Linked DNA regions of Danio rerio: region 2 is linked to region 1. The links are chromatin contacts, called in public Hi-C maps. All regions are on one chromosome and are shown on one strand. The core of a region is the stretch at or near the end of the contact, and the rest is flanking DNA. Distances in the headings are between cores, read along the strand shown. Region 1 overlaps tp53i13 (tumor protein p53 inducible protein 13). Region 2 overlaps tp53i13 (tumor protein p53 inducible protein 13).

Evidence for each region. Hi-C and Micro-C count contacts between places; a contact is called where the count stands out from the background.
Region 2: a Hi-C map of embryo shows a contact between it and region 1, with 2.5 times the contacts expected there. The contact joins two enhancer-like sites. A contact is called at or near these places in 3 of 18 Hi-C or Micro-C datasets (caudal fin and embryo) and 1 of 4 datasets of contacts at active chromatin or transcription factors (caudal fin).

Annotation. Positions count from the first base shown.
Region 1 is chr15:28,136,339-28,139,040 of GRCz12tu, forward strand. All of the region lies in intron 1 of tp53i13 (tumor protein p53 inducible protein 13), which reads right to left. Among named protein-coding and RNA genes, the nearest start is that of hic1, 15 kb to the right of the region's middle. Within about 2 kb of position 1,358, at least 21 of the 62 cell types and tissues checked have an H3K27ac peak or open chromatin away from gene starts, as enhancers often do.
Region 2 is chr15:28,321,812-28,324,513 of GRCz12tu, forward strand. All of the region lies in intron 1 of tp53i13 (tumor protein p53 inducible protein 13), which reads right to left. Among named protein-coding and RNA genes, the nearest start is that of dre-mir-212, 48 kb to the right of the region's middle. Within about 2 kb of position 1,395, at least 39 of the 62 cell types and tissues checked have an H3K27ac peak or open chromatin away from gene starts, as enhancers often do.

The DNA of each region.
Region 1 (2,702 bases), core at 108-2,607:
TCACACAGTTTCAAAAGCTATTTTGAAAATTGACCACGCCACACGTGTGTAGGAACAGCTTACACACAGCTTACTGATTTAAATCAGTAAATGCAGAAGCACGCGTCATGTTTTGGACACAATATGTGAACAGCCCCATAAAGATTTAACCTGAGAGATACAGTACAAGCACTGATCTATAATAGATACGTGATAATAAGCTGTTCTGGGTGACTACAACTTATAACTCACAATTAAATACATATTTTGCAAACTACACAAAAACGAGGCAACAATTTTAATCACACTTACATGTAATGATCCGGAGGAAGAAGAAACTGGCCTATTTGAACTGTAACAGTTACTGACAAAGTTCCGTTCTTCGCGTCATGATCAGTCTCTTGATCCCTCACGCTCTGCTAGTGCCTGAAGGTAAGGCGCGCTCACAATTGACCAGATCTGGAACTACATATTTGGTGGTACCGTTTCGACGTCGATACGTTCTAACAAAAGATCCAAACTTAACTCGATTCATTTATTTAACTCTGAGTCAACTATTTCATTAAAGAATCAAAAATTTTCAACATGGTGCACTTTCAGATTTAAACCTCAGCTGGATGTTTTCATTCACTTAATGCTGTTACACACTGCATGGAAGCTAATTTTCAAAAACCAATAGTAGGGTCTCTTAAAATAACTTGTTTTTCATTGTATGAAGGGGTCTTTATACAAACAATATGTTGCTGAACTTATATTTTAGGAAGAGTAATTACTTCAAAGAAGCTATAATGTAAGTTTTGCTTTGTTTAATAATGATTACTTCATAAATCCGCTATAAGATGCAGAACCTGTGATCATAATAATGAATCTACAGGTGTGCCCATACATTTGATTAGCTCATTACGTGTTAATTTGAATCCTATAGCTCTGTTCAGGACCAACTTCAAGAAGTTGCATGGAAAAAAAAAAAAAAAAAAAAATATCTGGAGGCAGATTCGCCTCCGTGAGAATGGATTTATACATAATGCCTTTTTGATTAGACATGATAGGTGCCCTAGTGCTTGTGCAAGACTGATTTTACCTCAGAGAGCATTTTGTGGATATTAGATTGGACAATGTGAAAATGTGACTGGTAAATGAGGGCAGACGTTCTCGATTACAGCATGGGGACGAGTCCCTAAAGGAAAACAGTTCACAGAAAGTCCACAAGACCCCCCCTTTCCACCCAGTGACAATTCTTCCCTGATTATCCAGGTGGGAGTGAAAATTACAAAAAGAAAAAACTAAAGGCACTTCCAACCTGCACCCCCCCAAACCCCCCCGACCCTCACCGGGCCTCCCTGCATGCCTGTCTGCTGACATCACCACTCTGATCGCTCTCCTCGGCTCTATCCTTCCCTTCAGCTCGGCTTCCTGCCCCCATGATGTCACACGCCATATGGTTTTCAGCGAGAATCAAGCCGGAAAAGAGATTTAGCTGGAAGAGAGGAGAGAAAAGGAGGAGGTTCGGCGTAGGGCGAGCGTAGGCCACAGAAAACAAAAGGCTGCTCTTCCCCTTGTGTGTATGTGTAGTTCTGAGGGGCTAATTAGGAAAGTTTAAAGAGCAGAGACCACTGAGCGGACAGCCATGTGCTCTACAGATGGGTCATTTGCTCGAACACTGAGACAACCAGTGACCACTGGTGCCAACATGTTGCTTGTAAGCCTCAGGATAGGGTGGCACTGTGACTAGGCTATTGCTGACTCACAGACCACCGAGTTGGTTTCACTGTGTCTACACCAGACCATGAATGGCGCGACACACATCAACAGACAGAGCCCATTACATACTGCATATGATGCAACATGAACAGTCACTGATGGCTGCAACTGCATTGGGACTGAAAAGTTGTGAATAAGGTGGCTCAGTGGTTAGCACTGTCGCCTTACAGCCAGTTGGCATTTGTGTGTGGGGTTTGCATGTTCTCCTTATGTTTGCGTGGGTTACCTCCGGGTGCTTTAGCTTCCCCCACAGTCTAAAGACAAGCGGTATATGTGAACTGGATGAACAAAAAATTGGCATTAGTGTATGCGAATGAGAGAGCTTACCTAACACCGAGTTGTGGCTGGAAAGGCATCTGCTGCATAAAACAAATATACCAGAGTAATTGTTGGTTCATTCCGCTGTGACAACCTCACAATCAGGGACTAAGCCTCAGGAAGGAACGAATGAAGTTAAGAATACCTTGCAAAGACTACAGACAATGGATAATTAGCAGATACAGTCCGTACCTGTATGATAGGAACTGTCTATATCAGCAGGTATAAATACTCCATATTATATTCAATTAGAGGAATTACATTTTCAGCTATACAAACCAAAAAGAAAACAGTGCTTGTTGACTATTTTGAATAAGATTTATGTTGGCCAAAAACTGGCCCCTGTTATGCTCACCCACCTAAATCTCAAGCATTTCTAGGTCATGGCACCAACAGTGACTTTAACCCCTCAAGTTGTACTGGCTTTGCTTCAGGCAGGATTTGAAGGTTTATTTCCAATAGTCAAATATCAGAAACCATTGGTATTGGCCCATGAATGCTTATGTTTATTATTATTGACTTGAGAAAAATTGACCATTGTTCAATAGCTGGCAGCTGGCTCTCTGCAACTCTCACATGGTCGCCCACGGAAGCCAAGCAGAGCTGCGCCCGGTATGTACCTGGATAGGAGACCACATGGAAAA
Region 2 (2,702 bases), core at 145-2,644, 190 kb after region 1:
ATCCACTTGGATGATGCGACGGCAGCCACAGGACAACAGCGCCTGTGCGCTTACCACACACCAGCTATTGGAGTGGAGAGACAGAGATAAAGCCAATTCGATGGATGAGGGACACTGGGGTTACACCGCTACTCTTTAAAAAAAGTGCCATGAGATGTTTTAATGACTAGAGAATCAGGACCTCTTTAACATCTCCTCCAAAAGTTCACTGACAAGTAGTGTCCCTTTCACTATACTATAGATATACATAGATATATAGATATACTCAGATATAGCACCCCCTGCTGGCCTCACTAACACCACTTCCAACAGCAATCTAGCTTTCCCATGTGGTCTTCCATCCATGTACTGACCAGGCTCAGCCCTGCTTAGCTTCCGTGAGTAGCTGGTCGTGGGCTGCAGGGTGGTATGGCTGTTCTTCGCACTAAGCTATCATATGGATTTGTTTTCGCAAAGAAATTAGCAGAAGAGATTCTATTCTGTAATATCACATACAACCTTGAAAAGAGAAGAAAAGGTATGACGTGGTTCTTTACATTGGTCTTAGATTGGAAATCTACACTCAAAAACAAATGCATGGATATGTTTTAAGCACAGCGACACTGTGGCCACAGCAAGAAGGTCGAAGTTTGAATCAGGCTGGGTCAGCAGACATTTCTGTGTGGAGTTTGCATGTTCTCTCTGTGTTCGTGTGGGTTTCCTCCAGTTGCTTCGGTTTCCCTCAGAGTCCAATAACATGCGCTATAGGTGAATTGATTAACTAAATTGGCCGTAGTGTATGTGTGTAAATGAGTGTGTATGGATGTTTCCCAGTACTGGGTTGCAGCTGGAAGGGCATGTGCTGTGTAAAACAACTGCTAGATAAGTTGGTGGTTCACTCTGTTGTGGTGACCCCTGATGAATGAAGGGACTAAGCTGAAGGAAAATGAATCATTTAAGCACACTAAATGACTGCACACGTCCCACATGCTGTACATGCTTTGTCAAATAGACCAACTATGTGATGCTTTTAAAGTGCTGAAGCTCTAGTCTCACTTAAGGTTACACAGGGTACATCAGCTCGAACATGCTTCCTGCAATGCTATAAATACAAATGTGAGCTGAGAATCAGTTTTCTCACGGTTGTATTCTGAGGCAAGTGTTTACAATACAAGCTCGGCTGCAAACGTGTGTGTATATGTGTGAGTGGCTGAAAGCAGGTAGCTGGGTGCTGTGTGGTACGTGTTTAAAGACGGGCGCGTACGTGCCGACCTGCCCGTGCTCGAGAGTGTGACTCTGCTGGTGCGGTTGGCCCGATACGTACCTGACCGCAGCACATCATAGGAGAGAGATAGGAAGGCAGAATGAGAAAAAGAAAGAGAGAAACAACGAAAACAGCATCACAGCATCCGGCGTGTGGCGCACAATTTAGCGTGGGTACAACATGCAGCCCAGAAACCCACACAGGTTTCACTTCTGCCTGCTGTGGCAGCAAGTTCACACTCCGCACATAGGGGTGAAAAGTTCACATGGAGGTCAGAGCAAACACAAGCGATCACAAAATGTCACAGTCAGAAAGAAACCCGATTTGATGCATAACAAATGCAAGAAATGTGCAACTGAAGTTTCAAATGAAGAGCTGGAACTGAATTAAACTGCTTTAAAAAATAAGAGACTTCCAGTGTAAATGAGTGAAAACAAAAAAAGCATTAGCTACATTTTTTTTTCTTTATTTAATGTGTATGTGTAGCTATTAAAGAGAAATAGGAAGAAAACCAAAACATAACCACTTTGGTGGGCCAAAGAGGAAAAGGATCATATCAAGAATCTAGCATTTAAATGTTATTACTGTGTGTGTGTCAGAGCGGCGCTCAAAGTGAGGGCAGCAGAAGGCAGCTGGGTTTTAAGGGTGAGGGGGGTTGAGTCGTTCTCATGGCCTCTCGGTCTGCGCTGGCCTTTAATTCAGTCGTGCTATTGGTCAGAGTAGCTCGGTGACACAGTCAGTCCCCACCACACACCAGAGGCAGCAGCCACACAAGCGTTCAGGCACGCCGGAGGAGAGAAAGTGAGTAAGTGAGAGAGAGAGAGGGAGAGAGAGAGAGAGAGAGAGAGAGAGAGAGAGAGAGAGAGAGAGAGAGCGCAAGATGTTGAGTGTCAGTGTACGGTGTTAAATGAAAGTGTCAGAAATTCATGCACTAGTGACTTAGCCAACCAGCAGAGCGCTGAAGCATGGAGGTCTGCTGTGGTGGAGAACAGTCTAAAAGGAAGAGTCTGCCCTCTGCTGGTGGACAACTAAACTACAGCACTGACACAATGCATGCTCTACTAAACAATTTCAGCTCATTCTGACATTCACACAACTATGTTTGGTCTTCTTTTATGTTTATAGTCAATTTTATGTTTACCTTTTAATAGGGGAAAATTTTATTTTATATTTATTTTATATTACAATATATTTCTAATACTTACATCATAGGTCTACTCAAAATGTAATTTCGGTCTTAAAAACAAACTGTTATTACATTTGAATACATTTTAATATTTAAATACATTGGAAATATTCAGATTTTTAAGGGGAAACTTATTTTTTATGCTCAATCTGCTTAAATTTGTTTCGTTAACTTAATCGATTAAGGTAGGGAGTACAGGAAAAATTGTGTGGAATAGGCATGGGCCCGTTTCTGAGGATATGACTACCTAGGATAAAAATATCACGATATAAT